Linked DNA regions of Sus scrofa: region 1 is linked to region 2. The links are chromatin contacts, called in public HiChIP or PLAC-seq maps. All regions are on one chromosome and are shown on one strand. Each heading gives the region's core, a stretch centred on a gene start, on an enhancer-like site or on the middle of the called end of the contact. The rest is flanking DNA. Distances are from core to core; before and after follow the strand shown. Region 1 holds the start of MFSD12 (major facilitator superfamily domain-containing protein 12). Region 2 holds the start of CACTIN (cactin).

What was found. HiChIP or PLAC-seq counts read pairs in DNA pulled down with a chosen protein or histone mark.
Region 1: an H3K27ac HiChIP or PLAC-seq map of alveolar macrophages shows a contact between it and region 2. The contact joins the promoter of MFSD12 here to the promoter of CACTIN in region 2. A contact is called at or near these places in 1 of 5 promoter capture datasets (liver), 12 of 47 Hi-C or Micro-C datasets (blood, embryonic fibroblasts, epiblast stem cells and 5 more) and 2 of 2 datasets of contacts at active chromatin or transcription factors (alveolar macrophages and skeletal muscle).

Annotation. Positions count from the first base shown.
Region 1 is chr2:75,095,046-75,101,212 of Sscrofa11.1, reverse strand. It overlaps MFSD12 (major facilitator superfamily domain-containing protein 12), which reads right to left and starts at 2,682. Exons shown (of 10, transcript XM_021084115.1): 1 at 2,534-2,682. The coding sequence starts at 2,657. HMG20B (SWI/SNF-related matrix-associated actin-dependent regulator of chromatin subfamily E member 1-related) reads left to right here and starts at 2,647. Exons shown (of 10, transcript XM_021084120.1): 1 at 2,647-2,757; 2 at 3,024-3,079; 3 at 3,532-3,640; 4 at 4,142-4,345; 5 at 5,059-5,179; 6 at 5,512-5,555; 7 at 5,836-5,908; 8 at 6,144-6,167. The coding sequence starts at 2,656.
Region 2 is chr2:75,045,882-75,051,571 of Sscrofa11.1, reverse strand. CACTIN (cactin) reads right to left here and starts at 2,322. Exons shown (of 11, transcript XM_021084098.1): 1 at 2,085-2,322. The coding sequence starts at 2,257. PIP5K1C (phosphatidylinositol 4-phosphate 5-kinase type-1 gamma) reads right to left here. Exons shown (of 18, transcript XM_021084102.1): 18 at 4,674-5,690.

The sequences.
Region 1 (6,167 bases), core at 1,433-3,932, 49 kb before region 2:
GCATGAGACAGCTGGAATTATTGGTTTTACTGAGAGGTAGAACTTGAGAGAACTTTGCTAAGAAAAACTTATTCATGAATTTGGGGCAAAAGAATCTGCTTTTAGATAACTGTAAAAAGGATGTAAAAAACAGCAAAAATGCTGCAATGATGACATGCTGCTCGTTGGAGCGGGTATGTGTCTGGATTACATGAATTGGAGTGAATGCAATGCAGTTTGGACTAAAGACACTTTGTTTTTCTAGAAAATATCCACGCAGCAAGGCATTTATCTGGATGCCAACAAGCTCCAAACTGCTTTCAAAATCAACCTCAAAACCTTTCAATCCTTTCTGATGCACAAGAAGAGGCCTGAATTTCTGTGTGGTACCTTGGAAGTGAAAGGACAGTTTCTATGCCAACACCAGCCCCATCAATCAAGGTAAAGAGGCGGCGCTCGGACGACGGGCCTTCCCCTAGCTTCTAACGCAGCAGTCTCACCTAGATTGTTTCTAACCCAGCAGAGAGTGGCAAATCCCACAGCTGATGAAGCAACAGAGCAGAGTCTGGAATCTGGGTCTGTCAAGATTCCAGGGCATCACTCATCTTCCTCAGCCTTGCACTCACTCTTAGGAAAACAGGTTTATTGTGATTTAATTCTCTTACTTTACAATGCACCCATTTACAGTGTACAATTCCATGGAACACTATCACTGTATTAACACTGTAGTGTATGAATAGATTGCAGTGTATTAACAGAGAGATGCTACCATCATCACATTCTAATTTTTTTTTTTTTAGGGCCATGTTGCAGCATATGGAGGTTCCCCTGCTAGGGGTCGAATCAGAACTGTAGCTGACCGCCTACACCACAGCCACAGAAATGCCTGATTCTTGACCCAATGAGCAAGGCCAGGGATTGAACCTGCATCCTCATGGATGCTATTCAGGTTCGTTAACCGCTGAGCAATGACGGGAACTCCACCACAGTCTAATTTTAGAACATTGTGATCACCCTGAAAAAAAACCCGTGCCTAATCAGCCCCTTAGTTACTATCCATTCCCCCTCCCCACCAATTCTTTGGCCGCAGGCAACCACTAATCCACTTCCTATCTCCCTGCAGTTGCCTGTTCTGGACACTTCATGTAAATGGAAACACACATTGTTTGGCCCTTTGTGACTGGCACCTTTCACTGAGCCTAATGTTTTCAAGGCTTATCCCGTCATAGCATGAATCAGCAATTTATTCGTTTTAAGGCCAGTAATATTCTATTGGATGGATGGACCACATTATTTCCCTATTAACCAACTGATAGATATTTGGGCTGCTTCCACTTTTTCACTATTGTGAGCATCAGGCTGCTGAAAACATTCATGTGCAAGTTTCTGTATATAGGTATGTTTTTAATTCTCCTGGGTATATCCCTAGGAGTGCAATTGATGGATGGCATGGTAACTCCATGTTTTCTTTTGCTTTTTTTTTCCAGCTGCCAGATTGTTTTTCAAAGCAGCTGCTCTTGCTTGTTAGAAATTTACATGATTCATTCAATTGTTTATTCAATGACTATGTATTAGAGCACCTGTGGGCACTGTTCTGGGTGCTAGGAATACAGCAACGAGCAAACAGGCAGCTCATATGGAGAAAAGATAAGACTGGTGTATGGGGTGGGGTACAAGCCTTGGAAAATATCACTGAAAAGAGGGACATTTAATCTCGGGGAGGGACACTCCAGGTAGAAGGAAGAGCGAGTGCAAAAGTCCAGAGGAGGGAATGAATGAAACGGATGTACGTGAAGAACAACGAGGTCGCTGGTGTGGAGAAAGTGAGGGGAAAAGTGAAGGGAGGTGAGAGCAGGGAGGTGATCTGGACAGATTGTTTAGACTCTAATGAACCATCACGAACACCCAGTGGCCACAACTACCATTCTGGGCGCAGAGGCAACCCCGGTCCATGCTGTGAGAAGATCGGGCTGCTGCCTGGGGTTCCTCAAGATTCCGGGGCAGAGTCTCCTAGCCCTCCACCTTCATGAGGTCCTTGCAGCCTTCCTGTCCCCACCACCTTTCCCCAAATGCTTCCAGCCCAGCTCCCAGTCTCAACCTCGCAGCCTTCTGGTCCTGGACACTACAAAACCCCTATTGCATAAAAGGAAAAGCTGAGGCCCCTGCATCCAGAGGCCTCCGGCTCAGAGCAAGGCAGGACACGACCGCGGCTCCAAGTCCAGTCAATAAATGGGAAACTTCCCCGCCAGGTTTGCTAAGAACATATCCCACTTTGCCGTGGGGAAAGGAGCTGCTCCCAAAGATCAACCCCTTCCCTAGCAACCTGCCGCCAGCCCCATGGCAACTAGGGCCGAGCCCGACACAGCCCACTGGTCCCGGGATCCCGCAGGGGCGTGGAGTCTCCCCTTTACGTACGAAGGAAAAATTCTTGCCGCATCTACTGGCCCTTTAAGAGGCTCCGCCCCGGCGGTGCCTCAAAGCATCCTGATTGGTCCCGAGAGCGGGCCGAGCACAGCCGAACTTGACGCACCCGCCCGCAGCCTTTCCCACTAACCTCCCACGCGGCTCAGCGTCTGCCCCAGCCAATCACCAACGGGCGCGCCGACCTTCATCTGCATGGCCACGCCCCATGGGTAGGGCACACCCAATCCGACCGCTCGCCGAGCCTTTATTAGCATGCCGGGGGCGGGGTGGGGCGGAGCAGGCGGCAGGGGCGGGCTTGGAGCGGTTGGTTGGAGCGTCGCAGCAGCCGAGAGGTCCGGGAAAGTTTCTTTCGAGGTGAAAACAGCCGCAGAAGTCGGGGCCCTGCGAGAGAGCGGGGGGCGTGGGGGTCCCAGGATCAGGGCGGGGCCCCTCCCGAGCCGGGGGTTGCGGACCTGGGTCTCCTGGGGGGCGATCGTCCAACAAAGGATCCCTGGGGCGCCCGCCCTCGAGGGCCTCCCTGTCCCCGGATCCTGCCCCCCCCGGCATTCCGGGGCTCCACAGCCAGACCCCGCCGTCAGCTGCTCGAGAGACCCTCACTCGGCCACGATTGTGCTTTCCAGGTGCGGCCGGGAGCGGCCATGTCCCACGGCCCCAAGCAGCCCGGCGCGGCTGCCGCGTGAGTGCGACATCCCCTCCCCCAGCCCACTCTGGGCTACAGCCTGGGCGCCCCCCAGGTCGCGTAGGAGCTCTTCGACCCCTGCCCCCCACGGTCTTGACTCCCCCAACCTGGAGCAGGCCCTCCCCCTCGGGCCCTCACCAGCTTTTCCCAATTCCTGGGCTCTAGCCTTTAAGGGGTCCCCATCCTCGGATCCTGACCCCCTCAGACCTCTGTTTCCAGAATTCAGGCCCTTAGCTGCCAGTGATACCGTCGGAGGTGGGGGGTAGTGAGGATGATCCCTAGGTTCCAGACTCTCCCAGGTCCCTGTGGCTCCGGTAGTGCCCCTGCTGTCTCAGCCCCCCACCCCCAATCCTGATTACCTCAAACCCCTCTAAGGACTCAGCCCTCGAGCTGCCAGCTCCGCCTTCGGGTTTGGAGAGTGGGGTGACCCTGGCTTCCCGTGTCTCCAGGTCGGCGAGCGGTAAGACTCCAGGACAGCACGGGGGATTCGTGGTTGCTGTCAAGCAAGAGCGCATCGAGGGCCCGCGGGCAGGAGAGAAGGGGTCCCACGAGGAGGAGGTGAGTCCCTGCACTTTGGGGGCGGCGACCCTTAGCCTTGAAGCTCCGCCCCGAGTTCAATATGAATTCGCTGTGGCTCCGCCCACCGACCAGAGTTCCCTCAAGATGCTGAGACCCCGCCCAAGTGCCAAATACCACGCCACCAGAAGCTCCCCTGCCACTCTAAGCTCAGGCCCCGCCCATCGCCGAATGCCAGCTTCGCCCACTGCCAGAAGATCGCCTCCAGTACAGAAACCACGCCCACGCCCAGAGCCCACGCCCACACCACAAGCCTGCCGCATCCATGGGCTGATCCTCTGACCCCAGTCCCTTTGATCCCTTCACCCCTGGCCAGGGTTTTCCTCACCTCACTCTTCCAATCCTGAACTCTGTCCAGGCCATACCTCCAGGCCTCTGGGTCCCACCTCCTGGCTAGGACCCATCCAGGGCCATGCCCCTTCCTCTCTGGGCCCAGCCCCAGCCCTTCAGGCCCCCTCCCAACGGCCCGGTTGGGTTCTGCAGCCGGTGAAGAAGCGCGGCTGGCCCAAGGGCAAGAAGCGGAAGAAGATCCTACCCAATGGGCCTAAGGCACCGGTCACCGGCTACGTGCGCTTCCTGAACGAGCGGCGTGAGCAGATTCGTACTCGCCACCCAGACCTGCCTTTTCCCGAGATTACCAAGATGCTGGGCGCGGAGTGGAGCAAGCTGCAGCCAGCGGAGAAGCAGGTGGGGACTGCCGAGACCACTGACCTCTCTCCATACGCTCAGACACTCACCCGCAGCCACTTACCCCAAAGGAAAGGGTGTGGAGTGTCCTTCCTTCCGCCTGGAGAAGTGACCACCTATTAGCTCTCTCCGGCTTGTTAAAGGGTAGCCATACGCAGGAACAGAGGTAAACCTTAAACAATGTGGGAGTTACCTGGTGGCTCAGCAGGTCAAGGATCCAGTGTTGTCACCGCTGTGGCGTGGGTTCAATCCCTAGCTCAGGAACTTCTGCATGCTGCCTGCGTGGTCAAAAATAAATAAATAAACTACATTATACTAAAGAAGAAGGGTGGGGGCTGCATTTTCGATGGAAACCTGATTTTTAAATCTGGCAATTAATTTTAAAATTGCAAAAATATCAAGGAGAAACAAAAAAACAAAACACACCAGCTTGCACCCTCTACGTGGGATTTCAACAAGCAAAGTGGGTTTGGGAGGGCAGTCCAGCCTGGACGTGGGAGCCTGCAGATAGTCAGACACAAGGAGTGGTTTATAAACGCTGGAATTGGGGTGAAGTAGGTGAGTTCAGGGAGTCAGGAGGTGGCCTGAGTAGCAGCCTGGAGGGTGGGTTTTGTCTGGAGGGCAGTAGGGAGCTGTGGGAAGGGTCAGAACAGTGAGCTGAATGATGGAGATGGGGTAGACTGAGCCAAGCCTTCTCTTGCTGCTCCCGCTAGCGGTACCTGGATGAGGCCGAACGGGAGAAGCAGCAGTACATGAAGGAGCTGAGAGCGTACCAGCAGTCCGAAGCCTACAAGATGTGCACGGAGAAGATACAGGAAAAGAAGATCAAGAAAGGTGCAAAGGGCCCCAGGCACAGCTGAGTGCCTGCTGTGCAACCGGTGACACAGGCAGACCGACCTCCCCCTTCATGGGGCTTTCACGGGCCAATGGGAATGAGACCCACATAACCAGACAGTTGTGAGTGAACAGGCCTGATCAGCGCTCAGATGGGACACACACAGACACTGGGGAGCCCAGGCTTCGAGCTTGACCCAGGAGGAGTAGGGCTGATTGGGGGAGGGGAATGGTGGTGTTCCAAGCAGGGGGAACAGCACATGCAAAGCAAAGCATAGGTTCAGAGGAGGCCTGGGAGGCTGACCCCGCCCTCCTCCCTTCCCCACCAGAAGACTCCGGCTCCGGGCTCATGAATACCCTTTTGAATGGACACAAGGTGAGCTCCCCTCCTCCGAGGAGAACACCTGAGTGGGAAAGGTCTGGAGGTATTTAGACCCCTGGGTGAGCGAGGACCAACGCTCATGGGATGAAGTGAGCTCCCGGTCCACATGTGTGCAAGCGGAGGCTGCGCGGCCACGCAGGGGGAAGGCTCTTAAATGGACTCTAACCCAGGTGGCCTGAGGAGACCCTTCCAAGCTTAGGGGATGACCCAGAAGGGGTTTGGCTGCCCCTCACCCCCCACCCCAGAAAAATGCTACCTTGTCCTGTCGTCCCAGGGTGGGGACTGTGACGGCTTTTCCACCTTCGACGTCCCCATCTTCACTGAAGAATTCTTGGACCAAAACAAAGGTAAGTGCTCACCAGGGGTTCTTAGGAGAGCAGGCTGTGGGAGGGAGAGAGGATGGGCCAAGAGGGCGCAGAGGTGGAAGGCGGCGGGTGCCTTCCTCCCCCGCCCCGGGAGCTGAGGTGGGGCTGGAGGCAGAGCAGTGAAGGAAGGTCTGGCTGATGGGCACAGCTCTGGGTGAAGGCCGAGCAGCGGGAAGGCGGGGAAGCGCCAGGCTCTGACCTGGCTCCCCGCCTGCAGCTCGGGAGGCGGAGCTGCGGCGCC
Region 2 (5,690 bases), core at 1,073-3,572:
TGAGCTACGGTGTAGGTCACAGATGCAGCTCAGATCTAGTGTGGCTGTGGCTATGGCTGTGGCTGTGGTGTAGGCCGGCAGCTGCAGCTCCAATTTGACCCCTAGCCTGGGAATTTCCATATGCCCAGGTGAGGCCCTAAACAAACAAAAAGTAGCCACAGACAGTACGTGAACAAATGGGCATAGATTTGTAAATCTGGTCAATAAAATTTTATGTCTGGACACCAAAATTTGAATTTCTTTTCTCTTCTTCTTCTTCTTCTTTTTTTTTTTTTTTTTTTTTTTTTTTTTTTTGCTTTTTAGTGCCACACCCATGGCATATGGAAGTTCCCAGACTAGGGGTCTAACTGGAGCAACAGCTGCTGGCCTATGCCACAGCCATAGCTATGCTGGATCGGAGCCACATCTGGGACCTACACCACAGCTCACAAGGCAATGCTGGATCCTTAACCAACTGAGCAAAGCCAGGGATTGAACCCGCATCCTCATGGATACTAGTTGGATTCGTCACCGCTGAGCGATGACAGGAACTCTTCAAAATTTGAATTTCATCTAATTTTTACGTATCATGAAATATTACTCTTGATTTTTTTCCCCCTCATCATTTAAACATGTAAAAACTATTATTGGTCCACAGACTGTAGTTTGCTAAGCCTAGTTTTTTGTTTTTCTGGGTCTGTGGTGTACAACCTACACCACAGCTGTGGCAATGGCGGATCCTTTAACCCACTGCACAGGGCCAGGGATCAAATCTGCATCTCTGCAGGCACCAGACCCGCTGAAGTTGGATTCTTTTTTTTTTTTTTTTCAGCTTTTGTCTTTTGAGGGCTGCACCTGCAGCATATGAAAGTTCCCAGGCTTGGGGTGGAATTGGAGCTACAGCTGCTGGCCTACACCACAGCTCACGGCAACGCTGATCCCTGACCCACTGAGCAAGGCCAGGGATCAAAACTGCATCCTCATGGATACCAGCTGGATTCGCTTCCGCTGTGCCACAACAGGAATTCCCTGCAGTCGGATTCTCAACCTGCTGCACTGGGACTCCTAAACCCTGGTTTAAACCATCTCTTTACTATTTCTGCTACCTTCTTTCTTCCTAGAATTCCTGGATGGGAATAACCCTATGAGACTCAAAAGGAAAAGCCAGATCTCAAACCTAGAGGGTGATCAGCTATGTCTGACTAGTGCCAGTCTGGTTATGTGTGAAGAACAGGCTGGAGTAATAGGAGACAGTGCATATGGATGGAGAAGCCCCATTTAGGTCTTGGGGACAGAGATGAGGAAACATGGACCGTAGTGGGGCAGGGATTGGCCTGAGTGTCAGAGCCAGTTATGGGCTGAGCCAGCACTGGGACACAGGTCTGAGAGTCAGTCCCTATCATGGTGCTGATTTCTTTGTGTTGAAGCAGACTCAACTCAATCCAGGTGTTTCATCTCCAAAAGAAAAGGACCATGGGCTGAAGGGAAGCTAAGCACCAAGTCTGGGGAATTAACTGACTTCTGCCACCATCATCAACAATTCTCCCCTCTCACAGCCTACCTCCATTAGCAAGGGTTGTCACTTCTCCTTCTGAAATCCCTCTCAAATTGAGCTACTTTTCCCAGTGTACCTCATTACAGCCTACCTCTCCCGAAAGCCATCATCATCTGTTGCCTGGACAGCTGTACTATTTTTTTCCTCCCTGGTGTCACTCTTGCGTACCCACTCAGTCCCTTCTCCACGCGAAAGCAAGCGGGAGTTCTGCAAGGTAATCCAGATCACATCACTCCCTGGTTCAAAATCCTCCACAGCCCTCCAGATAACAGTCAAACCCTTTACCACGGTACGCACGACTGCACGATCTGGTCTCCTACTTTCTCTCCAAACTCATCTACTCCGCTCCGCCCCGCTCACTGCTCTTCTTGCTGTACCTCCAGCTACCAGGTGCCTTGCTTGGAATGCTTTTCACTTTCTTGTCGCTGTCTAGTTAATTCCGACGTGCTCAGACGTCCCCTTCTTCAAGAAGTCTTCCCTAACTCGGAGCCTCCCAACTCCCCGAGGGCTGGAGCCGGACCCACCAGCGCGGCTCACACAGCTACCCTACCTGCGATCCCGGCTCCTCCGCCTCCGCCTGCGCCGCCCCTCGTCGTCCCGGCGCCGTCGGCTTCTCCGCCCATGGCTCCCACTCCGACTTCGGCTCCGACTTCCGCTCCTACTCCGCTGTCTCCGGTTCCTGCGACCAGCGGACCGCGAACGCGAGCGTGTGTCCCGACCCATCGGCTGGGACGGTACCGGCGGCGCTGACACAAATATCCGGGGCCTGCGCCGGGGGCCTTCCTCCCTCGCGGCGCGTGCCTCGCTGCCCCGTCCGCGCCTGAACAGGAAGATAGGAACCCATCCCGCAGCCCCATACCGCGGGGACTCTGGAGCCCCGTAACCTCCAAACTGTCCTTAAGTGGGTCCTCTGTGACGGACTTCTGCCGGACTGTCGCCGCCAGGGATGGGGGACTCGCTCTTAAGGCAGTACTAAGGGCAGGCTCAGGTGGGTCCTCGCGCCTCAGGGAACCTGCATCTGTGGGCTGAGCAAGAGCGAATCAGGAACTGCGAGTGGGGCGGAGCCTGATGAGGCGGGACCAAGAAGAAGCCCGTCCAGAGAGGAAGTGGGGCCAGCGTGGGTGAAGCCTAGGAGGCGGGGTCAATAGAAGGCGTGGCCAAGGGAGGCGTGTCCGGGGAGTTTCTCGTCCAGATAGCTCAAGGAGCTGGGATGGGGACCGAAAAGCACTAGAGGCTGGATTGACCCTCTGTGAGAGTCATCATCATGCTCTACCACCCGCCAATGAATACTTACTGTGTTTCAGGGGTTAAGCTTTTTTTTTTTTTCTTTTTGGCTTTTTAGGTCCACACCCGCGGCATATGGAAGTTCCCAGGCTAGGGGTCCAATCAGAGCTACAGGGGCCGGCCTACACCACAGCCATAGCAACGAAGGATCCAAGCCGCGTCTGCAGCCTACACCACAGCTCAGGGCAATGCTGGATCCTTAACACACTAATAGAGGCCAGGGATCGAACCTGCATCCTCATGGATCCTTGTCAGGTTCGTTAACTGCTGAGCCACGAAAGGAACTCTTGCTTTTTTTTTTTTTAAGTTTTATTGAAATATATTTGAGGGAGTTCCCATTATGGATCACTGGTAAAGAACCCGACTAGTATCCATGAGGACGAAAGTTTGTCAATCCCTGGCCCCGCTAAGGACCCAGCATTGCTGTGAGCTGTGGTATAGATCAAAGAGGTAGCTCTGCTCTGGCATTTTTGTGGCTATGGTGTAGGCTGGCGCCTGCAGCTCCAATTCAATCTCTAGCCTGGGAACTTCCACATGCCACGGGTGTGACCCTAAAAAGACAAAAGAAAGAAATATAGTTGATCTACAAGGTTGTGGAGTCAAAGCTTAAAAAAAAAACCTAAATTCCCCATCAACCCATTTTGTAGATGGGGAAAGTGAGGACCAGAGAAGGAATGTCATTTTTTGTCTTTTTGCCTTTTCTAGGGCCGCTCCGGTGGCATATGGAGATTCCCAGGCTATGGGTCTAATCAGAGCCATAGCCACCGGCCTATGCCAGAGCCACGGCAATGCGGGATCTGAGCCACGTCTGTGAACTACACCACAGCTCGCGGCAACACCAGATCCTCAACCCACTGAGCAAGGCCAGGGATCGAACCCACAACCTCGTGGTTCCTAGTCAGATTCGTTAACCACTGCACCACGATGGGAACTCCAGGAATGTTATTCTAATACCTCTGTGCCCAATGAGACAGCATAGAGCTGGGATTTGAACTTGGTGGTTCAGCTTTGCCCTCTTTCAATGTTTATCTTTTTTTTTTTTTTTTAATTTTTTCAGCCACCCCAAGGCATATGGAGTTGCCAGGCTGGGGATCAGATCCAAGCCCCAGTTGTGGCAACTCTGGGTCGTTTATCCCACTGTGCCGGAACAGGGATTGAACCTGTGTCTTGGCGCTGCAAATTCTTTTGCACCACAGCAGGAGCTCCTTTAAACGTTCATCTTGTAACACAACTCCCTAACACAACACTAAATGCTAGCTTTGTATGCTCTGCTTGTTGTTGAGATTCAGGTAGGGGTGAGGGCACAGAGGGAACCCCTGATAACTGCCTGTCATGGAATACGGGTTGTTCTGGTGACAGGATGGTCCCAAACATGATTTTCACAACGCAGACACATCCTTGAGAGTATCTGAATCCTCATCTGTGAACAAAAAGTGAGCACAATCGAGATCACCTACAAGTCTAGTGTATAAACTAGCCATGCTCTCTAGTCTGTGATTAAAACGGGGTCTCCAAGAGCTTGCTTATAAACAGAATATTACTTCCAGCACAGAGTTTCTCAAATAGGGAGTCTGGGAGAAATAGTTTCCTCTTAAAATGGGTCTGTGCATTACTCAACTTGAGTGACTCTGGCAGGACAAATACAAAATCTGAGTGTTTGTTCCTTTGAGTGTTTTTCCGAGCTGAACTATAACCCAAAGGAGGCCACAGCCATTAAGGCAGTAGGGTCTGTTGTTGTTGCTGTTATTTAATTCTCTCAATTCTTACTAAAGTTTCTCTTTGCTGTTCAAAGTCAGTCCTTAAACTCCCACCCAGACCATCGGAATGCACACAGAGTTGTTGTACAGCGAGACAGTTGACGCTTATTACCCGATTTATTAGAGAGATCTCTTCAACGTAAAAAGGTGGGGGAGCGGGACAGGGGCTGGGGGTCTGGGGCTGCATACAAGTGTTATTGGGCCAGCAGTGGCTGCAGGGTCACAGAGGCGCCCACAGCTCTGGGTTTGAGCGGGACGACATCCTGTGCCTGAGGAGACTGTGCTCCAGATTGTCACACACCAGACCACGGGGGCTGAGCACACAGAACCCCCGGAGAGAATTAAGACACACAAGGTTTGCAGTTTTGCTGTTTCGAAATCAGTTCAGCCATAAAAACGAGGTTGGGGTGGGGACAGGCGATGCAACTGAACCACCAGGGAGGAGGCCAAGGGTGCTCGTCCCGGGGTGGGGGCCGAGGGGCTGCAGCGACAGTACCATGGCAAGGGACCCCACCAGGACGGGAGTATTGCACTGAGCCAGGTGGTAGAGGGAGGGGGCAAGAGGAGGCAGAGAATGGAGGCTGGCAGGTGACACATGACAGGTTCCACCTTGTCTCAGAAAACGCCTTTCCTTTGTACAGTACAGCAATGCAGACAATGCCATGTTCTCGGTGACAGCAGCCAGCAGGGATGAGCCAGGACAGAACCAGGGCATCGCCAAGGAGTTGAGAGATTTCTATCCTGGGGGTGGGGCGACAGCTGGGTGGGTCCAGGGCCCTCCCTGCCCCGGGTCTGTAGGAGGCTGTGAGTCCGCTACACATTATAAATAAGGTCTTGCCTCAACACCCATACCCTGACCATAAGCACAAGCATCCCGCTGGCTCAGTCCACGGACCACTTTGCATCCACGTGACAGTTCTCTGAAAAAGGGACAAAGAATGCAACCAACACAAAGTAGGTCTCTGAAGGGGTGTTTGTGACTTAGCACAAAAACAAAAACGTCATGATATCCTGGAGGTTTGCAAATATCTCCAAGTCAGCATCTGATGGATGCATTTGTCCCGTGGCCACTCAGGAAAGCCCAAGGGGCCCAGGTCCCCAAGCTCCACGCAGCT